Regions from separate parts of the Sus scrofa genome. Here all the other regions are linked to region 1. A link is a contact called in public Hi-C data. All regions are on one chromosome and are shown on one strand. The core of a region is the stretch at or near the end of the contact, and the rest is flanking DNA. Distances in the headings are between cores, read along the strand shown.

Region 1 (4,213 bases), core at 990-3,489:
AGCCGGGATGAGCCTCTGCCTGTCCCGGGTGTAGCCTGAGGCAGACGGGGAGGCTGTGGGGGACAGGACAAAAGGAGCCCCACAGCCAGGACATGGCCACAGAGAGGCCCAGGGAACTCCATTCCCTGGGCTCTGGTTAAAGCCCCTTACATAACCCTGAAGCCAATCTTTACACCCACCCCGGGAGGAGAGGGTCCACAGGGTCCCCATTTTACAGATGAGGAGACTGAGGCTCAGCGATCTGAGACACGTGCCTGGCGTCACAGGGCCAGGTAATAGCGCAGTCAGGATTCGCAGCCGGTCCCTCTGACCCCAAAGGCTTGGCCCTTGACCACTTAGAGCTTCCGCACTGGCTGTGCCCAGCACCAGAATGGGCACCTGAGCTGTTCAGGGACTGAGCGGATCAGGGAGGGGACAAGTAGACAGAGGCGGGGATGAGTGAGGGGAGACGTGCATCCACTGCCACGGCCACCAAGCAGCTGAGCAAGTGGACGAGGGAGCCAGGAGAACAGCCGAGCTGGATGGCAGGCCGGTTAAAGGGCTCAGCCGGCAGGAGAAGCAACTGCTGCTCTGTTGAATGGCCTCTGGAAGACAGGAAGGAATGTGGCTTCTGAGAAGCCGGGTGGCCCATCCCCGTGCTGGCCGACCCTGAAGGATACCTCTCCAATCGCGCTCCCAAGACAGCCAGTTTCCAGAACAAGGGGCCCCAGCCTGCCAGGCACAGGGACATTCCATGACCACGTCGATTGCCTAAGAGGACCCCAGGCCAGATATCGACCTGCCCAGCCCAGCTGGGAGGAAAAGAGAAACGGGAGACCCATTGGCTCTGCCTGAGGTGGAGGTGGGCGTGGCGGCCGAGAGGACTTCGCTGTCACCTTGTGCAGGCAGGTGGGTCTGGCAAGGACAGCAGCCCTGCCCCCTGGCCGCCGGGCCTGGGGTCAGGGCCTGGGCCTGTTTGCCTAAGGGGGTGGGTGCAGCTAGTGTGGAAGCGACTCACCGTGGGGTCACTGCCGTGGCTAGGGAGGGCCAGAGCCCCTCCTTCTGGGGTAAGGCCCACTTGGGCTCTGCACTGAGGGGTGTGGCAGGCGGGATGGACCCAGGAGTGGAGAGGATGCAGCAGAAAGGGGGTGAGGATGAGGGTGTTGCTCTAATGGGGTGGGGGGCTGTGTATCTTAGTAGTTAGAGTGGGAGGGGGGTTTAGGGGGTTGTGAGCCCACCCCTCACCACCTTCCCTAAGGCCCCCAGGGAAAGTAGCTGGACCAAGTCAAGGGCAATTCTGTGAATCAGTGGGCTCGCACTTGTGACATAGTGGGTTAAGGATCCAGTGTTGTCACTGCAGCAGCTCAGGTTGCTGCTAGGGCTTGGGTTCCATCCCTGGCCCAGAAACTTCCACATGCCTTGGGTGTGGCCAAAATGATAATAATAATTTTTTTAAATAAGTTTAGAAAAATAGAAGTTCCTGTCATGGCACAGCGGAAATGAATCCGACTAGGAACCATGAGGTTGCGGGTTTGATCCCTGGCCTTGCTCAGTGGGTTAAGGATCCGGTGTTGCCATGAGCTGTGGTGTAGATCACAGATGCGGCTCAGATCTGGCATTGCTGTGGCTGTGGTGTGGGCTGGTGGCTTCAGCTCCGATTGGACTCCTAGCCTGGGAACCTCCATATGTCGCAGGTGCGGCCCTAAAAAGACAAAAAAATAAAAGAAAAAGAAAGGGCACACACAGGAAACCCCACCCCCACATTCAGCCAGCTCTCTAGGGGGACTGGCAGGCCAGGGCCTGAGTGTCTCTGAAGTGCAGATACTGCTCAACCTGGGCACAGAGGAAGCAGGCAGACCCAGAGGCAGGCCTGGTCAAGCACGGTCATGCGTTGTTAGCCTACCCAAGGAGCAGGGGGTGTGACACTTGAGGCCCAGGGAGGTAACGGGCTGTGGACAGTGGGGGCAGGATACACAGAAAACTGCTGGACAGCTTGGCTCTCTCTCCTGTGCACTCAGCACTGAGTGAGCACCCTGCCCCAAGGAAATCTTTAAGGGGACAGCGACCAGCATTGCCCTTCCTGGCCTTTCTGTGCAGGATCGCTCGGGCTTGTTAGCCTCCTGTCTCCCAACGGGGACCTTCTGGAAACTATTCTCCATCCTGGAAATTGTCACAGAGGTCCGTGTGGAACAGAGCTAAAGTGGGAGGCAGAGAACTGCCCCGCCTCAGCACAGGTCCGAAGAGGAGGCGAGTGCCCCCTGGTGGCTTCCTGTGGTGCAGGCGCAGAGAGCCACGCTCCCCAGATAAGACTCCTAGGGGCACAACCTCTACACAGCCTCCTACAGGCTCCAGGAGCATCTTGTAATCAACCTACAATTCCTCCCCCCCAAATTAAATAATTAATTTTTTTAATTCTTAAAAAGAGGCGTTCCTGTCGTGGCTCAGTGGAAACGAATCCAAATAGGAACCATGAGGTTGCGGGTTTGATCCCTGGCCTCACTCAGTGGGTTAAGGATCCGACGTTGTCGTGAGCTGTGGTGTAGGTCGCAGATGCTGTGGTGTAGGTCGCAGGCTAGGGGTTGAACTGGAGCTGCAGCTGCTGGCCTACACCACAGCCACCAGGGCATTGCTGTGAGCTGTGGTGTAGGCCGGCAGCTACAGCTCTGTTTCAACCCCCTGGCCTGGGAACCTCCATATGCCGCGGGTGTGGCCCTAAAAAGCAAAAAATAAAAATAAAAAATAAAAAATAAATTAAAAGTGATACGACTTACATCAAGGGTCATTGGATTGCACAACATGTGCGGCTCTCTTAGTATGATCTTTGGCAAATAATAAAAATAATAATGACACAGTGATCCCGGGGAGATAGGTATTTATTATTTCCAGTTTTCATGAAATGAGGGTTTGCACAAAAGCATTCAAACAGTAACTGGCAGAACCCAGATTTGAGCCTGGGTGTGATGCCAAGCTTGTACTGGTTTTTCGGCACTGTAATCACTCAGATCTTAAGAGAAACTGTTTCCAGCCAAGGGGTGGTTTTTTCCTCTCCTGTCTCCTGCTCCTGAGAGACTCGCTATTGGGGAGAAGACAGAGAAGAGGCCCTTTCTCCTCACACAGTCAAAGGGTCAATGTTAAATCTTTGCTCATCTTGTATTTTACAAAGGACTTTCCCCCATGTTATCTCACTTGTGCTTAGCACCAGCCCTGTGAGGGAGGGGGCTATGGCCCCCTACAGCATGCAACCCCAAGTCAGCGGTCCTATAACTTCCAGCCCTGCACCCACAAACACCCCACCCGGGCCCAAACCCAATACCGAGGTTTCCTGTAAAAATCCACTCGCAGAAAGTATTTGCAGCACATATCTCCCTGGGAACTGTATCTAGTCACTTATGATGGAGCATGATGATGTGAGAAAAAAGAATGTATATGTGTATGTCTGCCTGGATCACCTTGCTGTACAATAGAAAATTGACAGAATACTGTAAACCAACTAAAATGGAAAAAATAATCATTTAATAAATAAATAAAATAACATATCTGACAAGGGAGCCAGTATCCAGACTATAGAAAGAACTCCTATAACTCAGTAAAAGAGCATTTAAGGAGTTCCCTGGTGGCCTGGTGGTTAAGGATCCGGCGTCATCACTGCCGTGGCTCCGGTTCAACCCCTGGCTCCGGCACATCCACACACTGGGGGCGCAGTCAGAAAAAGAAAGACATTGGAAAAGAGGCAGAAGATGTGAACACACCGTTTCTCAAAAGAAGAGCTATGAATGGCCAAGCCGCGAGAAAAGAAGATAATCACCATTATTAATCACCATTAGTCATCATTAGGAAGTACAGAAATAACACCTCATACACCCACCAGAAAGGCGGAAACGGAAAAGGCCGACAAAACCAAATGCTACTGAAAATGTTAATGGGAACCTTCTTATATGCTGGTAAATGTATAAAATGCTACGACCATTCTGGAAAAAGGTCTAGCGGTTTCTTATAAAATCAAATATACACCTCCTCCATGACCTAGCAGGTCTACTTCTGGGTATTTACCCAAGAGAAATGAAGACTTACAGTCAGCAAAAGACCTGTCAGGACTCTTCCTAGCAGCCTTATTCATAATAACCAAAAAAACCAGAAACAGGCCAGTGGGTATACAGACCATGGCAGACCCATACCACAGAATGCTGCGCAGCAGGGAAAATTACTGAGATGCACGACACGTGGGTTTATTGAC
Region 2 (4,213 bases), core at 924-3,423, 910 kb before region 1:
TTGTGTACAGGAGTTCCCGTCGTGGCGCAGTGGTTAACGAATTCGACTAGGAACCATGAGGTTGCAGGTTCCATCCCTGGCCTTGCTCAGTGGATTAAGGATCCGGCATTGCCGTGAGCTGTGGTGTAGGTTGCAGACGCAGCTCGGATCCCGAGTTGCTGTGGCTCTGGCGTAGGCCAGTGGCTACAGCTTCGATTAGACCCCTAGTCTGGGAACCTCCATATGCTGCGGGAGCGGCCCAAAGAAATAGCAAAAAGACAAAAAAAAAAAATAATAATAATAAAAAAATAAAGTTGTGTACAGAGTTTTAAAGTCTGATTCTATATATCTCTATCTACCTATGTATATACTTTTGGTTGTATATCGCTGTTGAACAAATCATTCCAAAATTTAGTGCCTAAAAACATCAATAAATGTTCATTATCTCATATGGTTTCTGTGAGTCAGGAGCAGCTTAGCTGGCTATTTTTAGTTCCTGTCTTTCATGAGTTTATAATCAAGATATTGGCCGAGGCTGCCATCATCTGAAAACTTGACTGGAGCTGAAAGAGCTGCTCAGGGTGACCTATAGAACTGTGAGCTAATAAAGGGGTGTTATTTTAAGGCTGCTAGGTTTGTGGTCATTTGTTCCATAGCAATAGAGAACTTACATAGATATCAATGGGGATGTCTAACTAATTGCATTGCACGATCTTTATTTCTGGTGAGAAGTTCAGACCTAGAGTCCTGGGTATCAGATAGAAGTTAGATCTGGTGGAGGTAAGAGGTAAGGCTCTAACTGAATAAACTTGGACTAGGCCTGGAGAGGATTGGAGGGAGTAAGAGTAAGTCTGGAAACATTCTGCTGTCACTTTTACAGCTGCTCTTTCCTGATTCTGACTTCAAAACACCCTATTTTATTTATCATCAATTTTGATTTATGTGAACTGCACTGAATCTGGGTATGTTCAGTAATAGCACCAAGATTAAAAGTGGAATTAGAGAAGTGCTACTCATGCCAAAGGCAGAAGCAGCAGAGGAGAAATCAAAGAGAAACCAGCTGCTCAGTCACTAATGGGAGTGAGCGATAGGGCTTTGTGTCTTTCCCAGAGAACATCAGACTCCTTACTTATGGAACATATAAGCAGATAATTTTACATCTGTTATAACTGAATATTGATAATAAAGATAGGTTTGAAATTTCAACTTGGAATGTTTATGTTACGTGGCGATCAGATCATGTAATTGTTGCCTTCTCATATGAGGTAGTATATAGATCAGATCAGTGTTTCTCAATCCTTTTTACAGTGTTGACCCCTCTAGAGTTTTTTAGACTTTTTTTCCCCTAATAAACCCCTGTGCCCCTTACCATGAGATTTTAATACCATAGCAATTCTGTGTATCTGTTTCTGTGTCATATGTAGATCTATGCTTTATATGGAAAAAATACAACCCCTCCTCCCCAATAAAAACCAGATTTTGCTGTCAGGGTCATTATATTGAGAATGTATGGTAAAGAGACTGATGTGATTAGGTAAAGTTAAGGTTGTTTTGAAGAGATTATTAAAAAAGGTATTATCATATTGTAATCCAGAGATTGCAAGACTAGAACACTGGTCCAAATCCTTGTCAAGAACAGGAGATGTTGCACCTGCAGATCTTGCTTGGAGAGTACCTCTGGGGGGGTAAACCTGTGAAGCACTGCCAAAACTTTACAGCAGTCAAGAATAATGCTTCTACCCAGATCCTTGCTCTCAATAATCAGAAAAAATATAGCCCTTGTCTACATTGCGTATGCTTCCTAAGTCATTTCTATGCTTTGTTCATGATTTAAGGAGACCAGGTGTCCTCCTTAAGTGGGGTGGTTTTGTTTTGGAAGTGACTACCCTACCATCCCCAAAAGATAGAGGCAGGATGCCAGCGTCCTATTTTGGCTTCCTGATTTTTCCTCAGAACAATTAAATATTTCAGTTTTTTTTCTCATTCGCAGTGTGGGCTGTGGTCTAGAGATCACCGGAGCCAATACGTCAGGGCTTGTAAACTGAAATGTCTGTAAGGACCTTGGCTTGTATAGAAGTGCATGAACAGCGAAGTATAAGATGTAAATGCTTTATCAGTCAATTTTGGCTGTTTACTCTGCTTACAATAGCAGCAAACAATTTTTCTTGCTCATGGGTCTGTAGGTCTGCCAAGGTGGGTCTCATCTCCTTCAAGCTGTGGTCAGGTTCTGGGTTCTGGTCTGTTGCGTGTGTAGCAAATGCACAGCAGGAAAACTAGGGAGAGATTTCTGATTGCTTGTTCCTTGAACATAATCTGCTGATGTGATTCGTTTATCCTGTCCAGTGTTTTGAAAGATAAGATAACCAGGCCTCTGTCCAAATACAGAAGTTTAGCATATGTGGTTGATTGGATCACTGTTTCCCTAATTCTTCATTCTCTTCCTGATTTAGAAATGAGCATCTTTCTCCATAAATGTTTTATAGAGTCTTTTATATGGTTGTATGATTATTAAATAAATGGTTATATCCCTTGGCATTTTAATTTTTTATTTTTTTTACTGTGAAGCTTGCATGCTTGTCACTTCCTTGTCTTCCTGCTTTTTACTGCTCTGTTCCCCTCCCTTATTTTTTTCCTCCCCTTCCCATTTACTTCAAAAACAGCAGTTGCCAGTATGGAGTAAGAAGTGGTGGAGAGAATCCAAGGTGTAAAATCTTCCACGCAGTTTGCTATAAAGAAATTTAAGATCAGGGTTTCTTTCACAAGGCAAAGGGCTCCCTGGCCCTTCTGAGATTGTTGGCTTTTTATTTATTTGTTTGTTTTAGGATTCAGAGAGTTATTTTAAAAAATAGAAGACCTAATCGTAGATGCTAGGGGAAAGGGGTTGTTAAAAAGATAAGAAGTTTCCACATGCTCTTTTCTCAGATCTGAACCAGGCAGTCCTTAAATTTTCTCTGCAAAGTATTAGCCTGGCGGCATGTCCCATCCTCTTGCCCCCATTTTGAATGTAGAGAAGAGTTACTTTGCAAGATTTTGTAAGATTTTAGGTCCAGTGTCACATTGATCTCTACCACTTAATCTCTTTATGACTAGGCTTCACTTTTACTTTAGTACAATTAGACTCTTTTCTTGGTAGTGATTCTCTTTCCTCTTGAAACCAGTTGTTAATATTTGCTTCCTTGTATTTTAGTGATCTTCACTATTGATTGTTTTCTTTCTTTTGCATTTCTCAGGCAGGATTGTTGGAACTCAGGCTCTGACTATATGAAGCTAATTGTATTTTACTAGTGTCTTCCATGTGTAAATGGTGTATTCACTCTGAGTTTCCAAGAAGCAAATCACTTAGACTGTTCTGGTTTGGCATGTTTTCTCTTTCTAACCACCGTTGGAACTGAACCTGGGAACTGAACACAATTTGAAATTTTGTGGTTTGGCTGCTAGAATTCAAAGCTAAACTATCTGAAGCTAAAAATTATTAATGTTGAAATGTTTTAACCCACTAAGTAAACCTGAAAAAATAATGAAATATAATCCCAGCCAGCCCATAAAAATTGCATATAGCATATTTTTTTTTGAGGCTAGAAAGAGAGGGAAAATATATTGAAAGGATCTGAAATTGCTAAAGAATTAGAAATTATAGCTTTAAAAGAATGTTAATATCCAAATTCTAATGTAAAGGAAAGGAAGCATACAAAAACCACGTGAACCCAGAAATCTTGTGTTATTCACATGATAGTCTACTTTTCTCACGGCTGTACTGATCAGCACATAAAAATAATGAAGCAGGTAAAATATCAGTTGCACTTTAAAAAATTTTTATTTTTATTATTTTTATAGCCATGCCTATGGCATGTGGAAGTTCTCGGCTAGGCATCGACTCAGAGCTGCAGGTCTATACCACAGCCGTGACAACACCAGATCCAAGCTGCATCTGCAACCTACACCCACCCCAGCTTGCGACAACACTGGATCCTTAACCCGCTGAGTGAGGCCAGAGATTTAATTGCATCCTCACAGAGACAACGGACCCGCTGAGCCACTGCAGACACTCCCCAGTTGCACTTTTTAACTTCGGATTTTTTTTTGAAGATGGAATAATGAGATAAAACCTTACATTTTCATGATATTTGATACTTTACTGAATATTTTCATATATAACATCTTATAAAATTTTAAATAATAATTTTGTTTTAAATTGAAGGCTTGTTTCACCTTTCCACTAAAAAAATCACAAAGC
Region 3 (4,213 bases), core at 1,046-3,545, 580 kb before region 1:
GGTGTGCCTCTTCCATTTCCGAAGGTTCCCCCGCTGCTCCCTTCATTTAAGACTTGAAGCACCTCACTCAGGTGTTTCATGCCTCTGCCTCTGAAGGCTTTTCTTTGTAGACATCTACCAGCAAATTACTTAGAGAACTTACAAATTGGCATGATATTGTGAAAACATTTTTAGCATTTTTGTTGAGATATAATTCACTCACCATGAGGTTTACCCATTTAAAGTTGTATAATGAAGTATGTTTTTGTCTTAAGATTGTGCAACTATTGCCGCTATCAAATTTTAGAACTTTTGCATTCCCCAAAGAAATTCAATACCCATTGGCAGTCACTGCCTATTCCTTCCCCTGCCCCAAGCAATCACTGATCTACTGTCTGTCTCTGTGGCTTTGCATTGGTTCTACTTTTTAGCAGTCATAAATGATGGTGCTAATGAACATTTGTATACAAGTTTTTGCAAGGGCATATATGCTTTCATTTCTCTTGCGAATCTGCATAGGAGGAGCAACGTTGGGTCTTAGGTGAAGTCTATATTTTGACTTTTTGAGGAACTGCCACATTGTTTTCTAGTGTTTTCCATGTTACATTCTACCATCCATGTTTAAGGGCCTCAGTTTCTCCACCTCTTCACCAGCACTTTTTATTGTCCATCTTATAGCCATCCCAGGTGCTGTGAGGTGGTAGTTCATTGTGGGTTTGATTTTTTTTTTAAATCTTTTTACAAAATAGGATTTATTAATTTTTACAAGGAAACGTCGCTGATAGATCATGCGAACCCTTCCTCATCACTGGAACTCTCAGCTTGGGCTCAATCCTCGTAGTCAGACCACATCACAGATGGCAGCATTTCCCTGGATTATCAGGGTCTGTGGAGCTCGCATGGATGGGTTTAGTGCCTGTGGCAAGGAGGCTCCAGAGAGAGCTCTTGCCCCTTCCACCAGGTGAGGATGCAACGAGAAAAGGATCTTCACCAGACCCTGACCACACTAGCACCTGATCTTGGACTTCCCAGCCTCCAGAACTCTGAGAAATACATTTCTGTTACAAGCCACCTAGTTGATGGACTTCATTAAAGCAGCCCTAAGGGACAAAGACACTGACTTTCCAAGGGAAGAAGCAGTGGTCCTATTCCAGATTTGGGTTCCCCCTTTCCCCAAGAAGCTGTACTTCTCCACGGTCCTTTCTCCTCCCACTCCTTTTGTTTGTTTGTTTGTTTTGTTTTTGTTTTTTGCACTAAGTCCTAGGACTCTGGTGCCTGGCTTTGGTGTGTTTTCTTTCTTCAACTCATCACTCTCTTCTTTTGTTCACTGCCTTCTCCCTTCTCCCTCTCTTTTTCACCTCCACCCACCCGTCCCATCAGCTCACCCCAGTGGTACTGACGCAGTTCTAAGACTCTGGAGCCCCCTTTGTATCATCACCAGTCCCGAGAACTTCACATGGCCTCTCTGCCCAGCGTTATCTGATATAACTGTCAGATATTTCAACAATCTCATTTCAAAGCTCCCTCTCCCATTTTGGCCTTAAACATACTGACGAGGTTTTTACTTAAGAAAATGTGGCCACCCAAGCGTCATGCAATATCTGAGTAACAAAGTGAGAGAACCTAGGTTGGATGTGAAAAGGCTTCTTTAGCCACATTGTTCTGGTCCACAACGGTTCAGTCTTTACCTGGTCCAGCTAGAAGGCCCAAGTCTGACCATGAGCACATCCGCATAGGCATGTAGAGCCAAGAAATCTTTTCTCCAAGGGTGACACTGAAATTGTCCAGGAGCCCCCAGCCCCTCTTTATCAGCAGCAGCGGTGTTTATAGGGCACCCTTATTACCCGGGGTGTTATAGCTGCAATAATAAAGACGGCCTCGGATCTTTAGCTTCCTTCATCTCAGAACAGACCCCCCTGTGTATCTTGAGAGCCACAGCACAGGCCTATTCCGTCTGTAATGAGTGGGATGACTTAAAACAGCACCTTTCACCCCAGGATCTGGAAGCCTTTAAGAGCCTCACCTCCGCACTTCCATACACAAGCTCTTTAGGGAAGGACAGACAATAAACAGGAACTTCTGGGGCCTGTCCTGTCAGGGAGAACGGAGAGAAAAAAGATGGTGGTAGGCACCGTAAGCCTTTCTTTGGTGACTGAAGGCTCATGGGCGTATCCAGTGGCCTCTTCCTCCAGCACAGGTACAGTCAATGCTTTTCACTTACCTAATCTTCCCCTAGAAGTGCTTTACTCATCCAGTGCTAGGAAGGAATATGGTGATAAAAGGTGATTATTCTCTAACTAAAGCAGGGAAACTTGTTCCTTCTGGTGAGTCACTGGTTGAGTAAAGATAAAGTGTCCGGAGTACAAACGGCCTCTTGTTTGCACGGGGCCTGGCATTCGTTCATATCCCTGCTTCGTTTTCTTCTCAAGGAAACAGGCTCTGTTCCCATCCCCATCCCAGCTCCCTCGTAGGTGATGCCGGAACTCCCGACTCAAACCCACAGAAACTTGCCTCGATGTTTTCCTTTCTGCAGACTTCTAGAACTACTTTATATTTCTCCAACTTAAGCTGTTAGAGGAAGAAAGGTTCCTTTATCTTTTTTGTCGGCTAGGATGGGAAGCTGAGCAGGAAAAGGAAAAGAACTAGCATCTGCTTGGCCTCAGGCACTGTGCTGGTTGCTTTGTATATATTGTCTCATGGAACTAAAGTGTAAAGCCCAGTTCGTCTGTGACTCGTCTGCTGAGAAAAGCATTTCTGCTGAGCGTGCTGTCTTTGCCTGTTTGTCATTGGTTGTGTTGGCCAGTAGCTCTTTGTACGTGATTATGGCTTTAACTCCAGTACCCACCAGGACCTATTCTATGCCATCTTTTCTTTTAAAATGTGGCTCTGGTACATTAACAAACCCAAATTGCACATTCTTCAGTGTAAGCTGCTATTCAGGATCGAACTTAGCATTAAACGGCCTCCTTTTTCTCTTTTTTTTTTTTTTTAAAGCTCTTTTCTTCCTTTGTTGTGAGAAAAACATGTTTATGCTCTTTTTAAATTGTCTGTCATGATGTCATAATAAACTGTTTCATTTCATCATTTTGGCTCAATCATATAAATATAAGTTCCTCTTAAACTCTTTTTGTTCTCAGATTTTATTTTTAAAAAGCTTATAATTCTGCCTGCACTTCCCCTACCCCACCCCAGGCAGGCCAGCCCAAGTGTTTTTTTTCCCCCTGCCATTCAAAAGACCATTGCATGAGTCACCTACTCAGTTCTCTGTCCTCATGAATTCTGGAGTCCGATTGACTGAATTTGGACCCCACTCCCAAAACTTCCGAGCTGCACGACCTTGGGCACACACTGCCTCCATCTCCCTTTCTGACAACGCTCGCTCGTTGGCTTATTATCAGGATTAAGTGACTTGATGGTGTCTGCCCTGGTCCCAGGCTCCCCCTGCTTGGGTTCCACCCTGTACACAGCCGGCCGTCAGTTTTGTCTCAGCCTGGCCATACCTGGCCTCTGAAGCGTCTCTGCTTCCCTTCCCCCCACCGGACCTTGGCATCTGAGGACCTTCCAGACTAGTCCACACTGCCTTTTCCAGACCCATCTCTTATTAGTCCCCAGCATAAGCCCCCATCCCCCAGCCAGTCTGGACTAGGCATCCTTCCCTAAAGAGGTATTTGCTTTCTTCATGTTACGCTTGGCTTAGTCCATCCTGTTTGCCTAGGATGAGTTCCTTTTCTCATCTTTGCTCATCAAAAATCCCATCACCCTTCAAGATACCCTCCATAGCCACCCTAACTAGGGAGCGATTGGGTGTGGCCTCCAAACTCTGAACCCTGGATAATCTGTGCTTGGATGGCACTTGTCATGTGTGGCCTGGAGAATGAAGATCTTAGCATTTTTGTTTCCCCTTCTCAGTTGTAAGCCCCATGGAGGTAGGAAGTCCAGTGCTTCTTATGTTAGGACTTAATAAGTCTTTGTTGAACTGGTGAAGCTCCCTTTGTCACAATTTTGTCCTATCAGTTCGAATTTGATAGTTTCCTCTGCTGTTCAGAGGAAGAGGAAAGCAGAGTATACATGCAATCAGGGTTTGGCCTTACTTCATTAATATATACTTTCTGAGTATCTGGTGAATGTTAGAAACTGTGCTAATTGCTGGGGTTAAAAATAATAATAATAATAGCTGCAATTTACGGAGCCCATCCTGGGTGCTAGGCACTGTGCTACATAAGCACTCTTCAGA

Evidence for each region. Hi-C and Micro-C count contacts between places; a contact is called where the count stands out from the background.
Region 2: a contact with region 1 is called in a Hi-C map of omental adipose tissue, with 2.7 times the contacts expected there. The contact joins two enhancer-like sites. A contact is called at or near these places in 2 of 5 promoter capture datasets (fetal skeletal muscle and liver), 23 of 47 Hi-C or Micro-C datasets (alveolar macrophages, blood, embryonic fibroblasts and 14 more) and 2 of 2 datasets of contacts at active chromatin or transcription factors (alveolar macrophages and skeletal muscle).
Region 3: a Hi-C map of omental adipose tissue shows a contact between it and region 1, with 4 times the contacts expected there. The contact joins two enhancer-like sites. A contact is called at or near these places in 2 of 5 promoter capture datasets (fetal liver and liver), 31 of 47 Hi-C or Micro-C datasets (adipocytes, adipose tissue, alveolar macrophages and 16 more) and 2 of 2 datasets of contacts at active chromatin or transcription factors (alveolar macrophages and skeletal muscle).

What each region holds. Positions count from the first base shown.
Region 1 is chr7:92,524,697-92,528,909 of Sscrofa11.1, forward strand. No RefSeq gene overlaps it. Among named protein-coding and RNA genes, the nearest start is that of ZFP36L1, 31 kb to the left of the region's middle. Within about 2 kb of position 2,240, at least 15 of the 83 cell types and tissues checked have an H3K27ac peak or open chromatin away from gene starts, as enhancers often do. A contact at or near this core is called in liver and omental adipose tissue, where this site is marked.
Region 2 is chr7:91,612,783-91,616,995 of Sscrofa11.1, forward strand. All of the region lies in intron 5 of RAD51B (DNA repair protein RAD51 homolog 2), which reads left to right. Among named protein-coding and RNA genes, the nearest start is that of RAD51B, 22 kb to the left of the region's middle. Within about 2 kb of position 2,174, at least 8 of the 83 cell types and tissues checked have an H3K27ac peak or open chromatin away from gene starts, as enhancers often do. A contact at or near this core is called in omental adipose tissue, where this site is marked.
Region 3 is chr7:91,949,471-91,953,683 of Sscrofa11.1, forward strand. All of the region lies in intron 8 of RAD51B (DNA repair protein RAD51 homolog 2), which reads left to right. Among named protein-coding and RNA genes, the nearest start is that of RAD51B, 360 kb to the left of the region's middle. Within about 2 kb of position 2,296, at least 25 of the 83 cell types and tissues checked have an H3K27ac peak or open chromatin away from gene starts, as enhancers often do. A contact at or near this core is called in liver and omental adipose tissue, where this site is marked.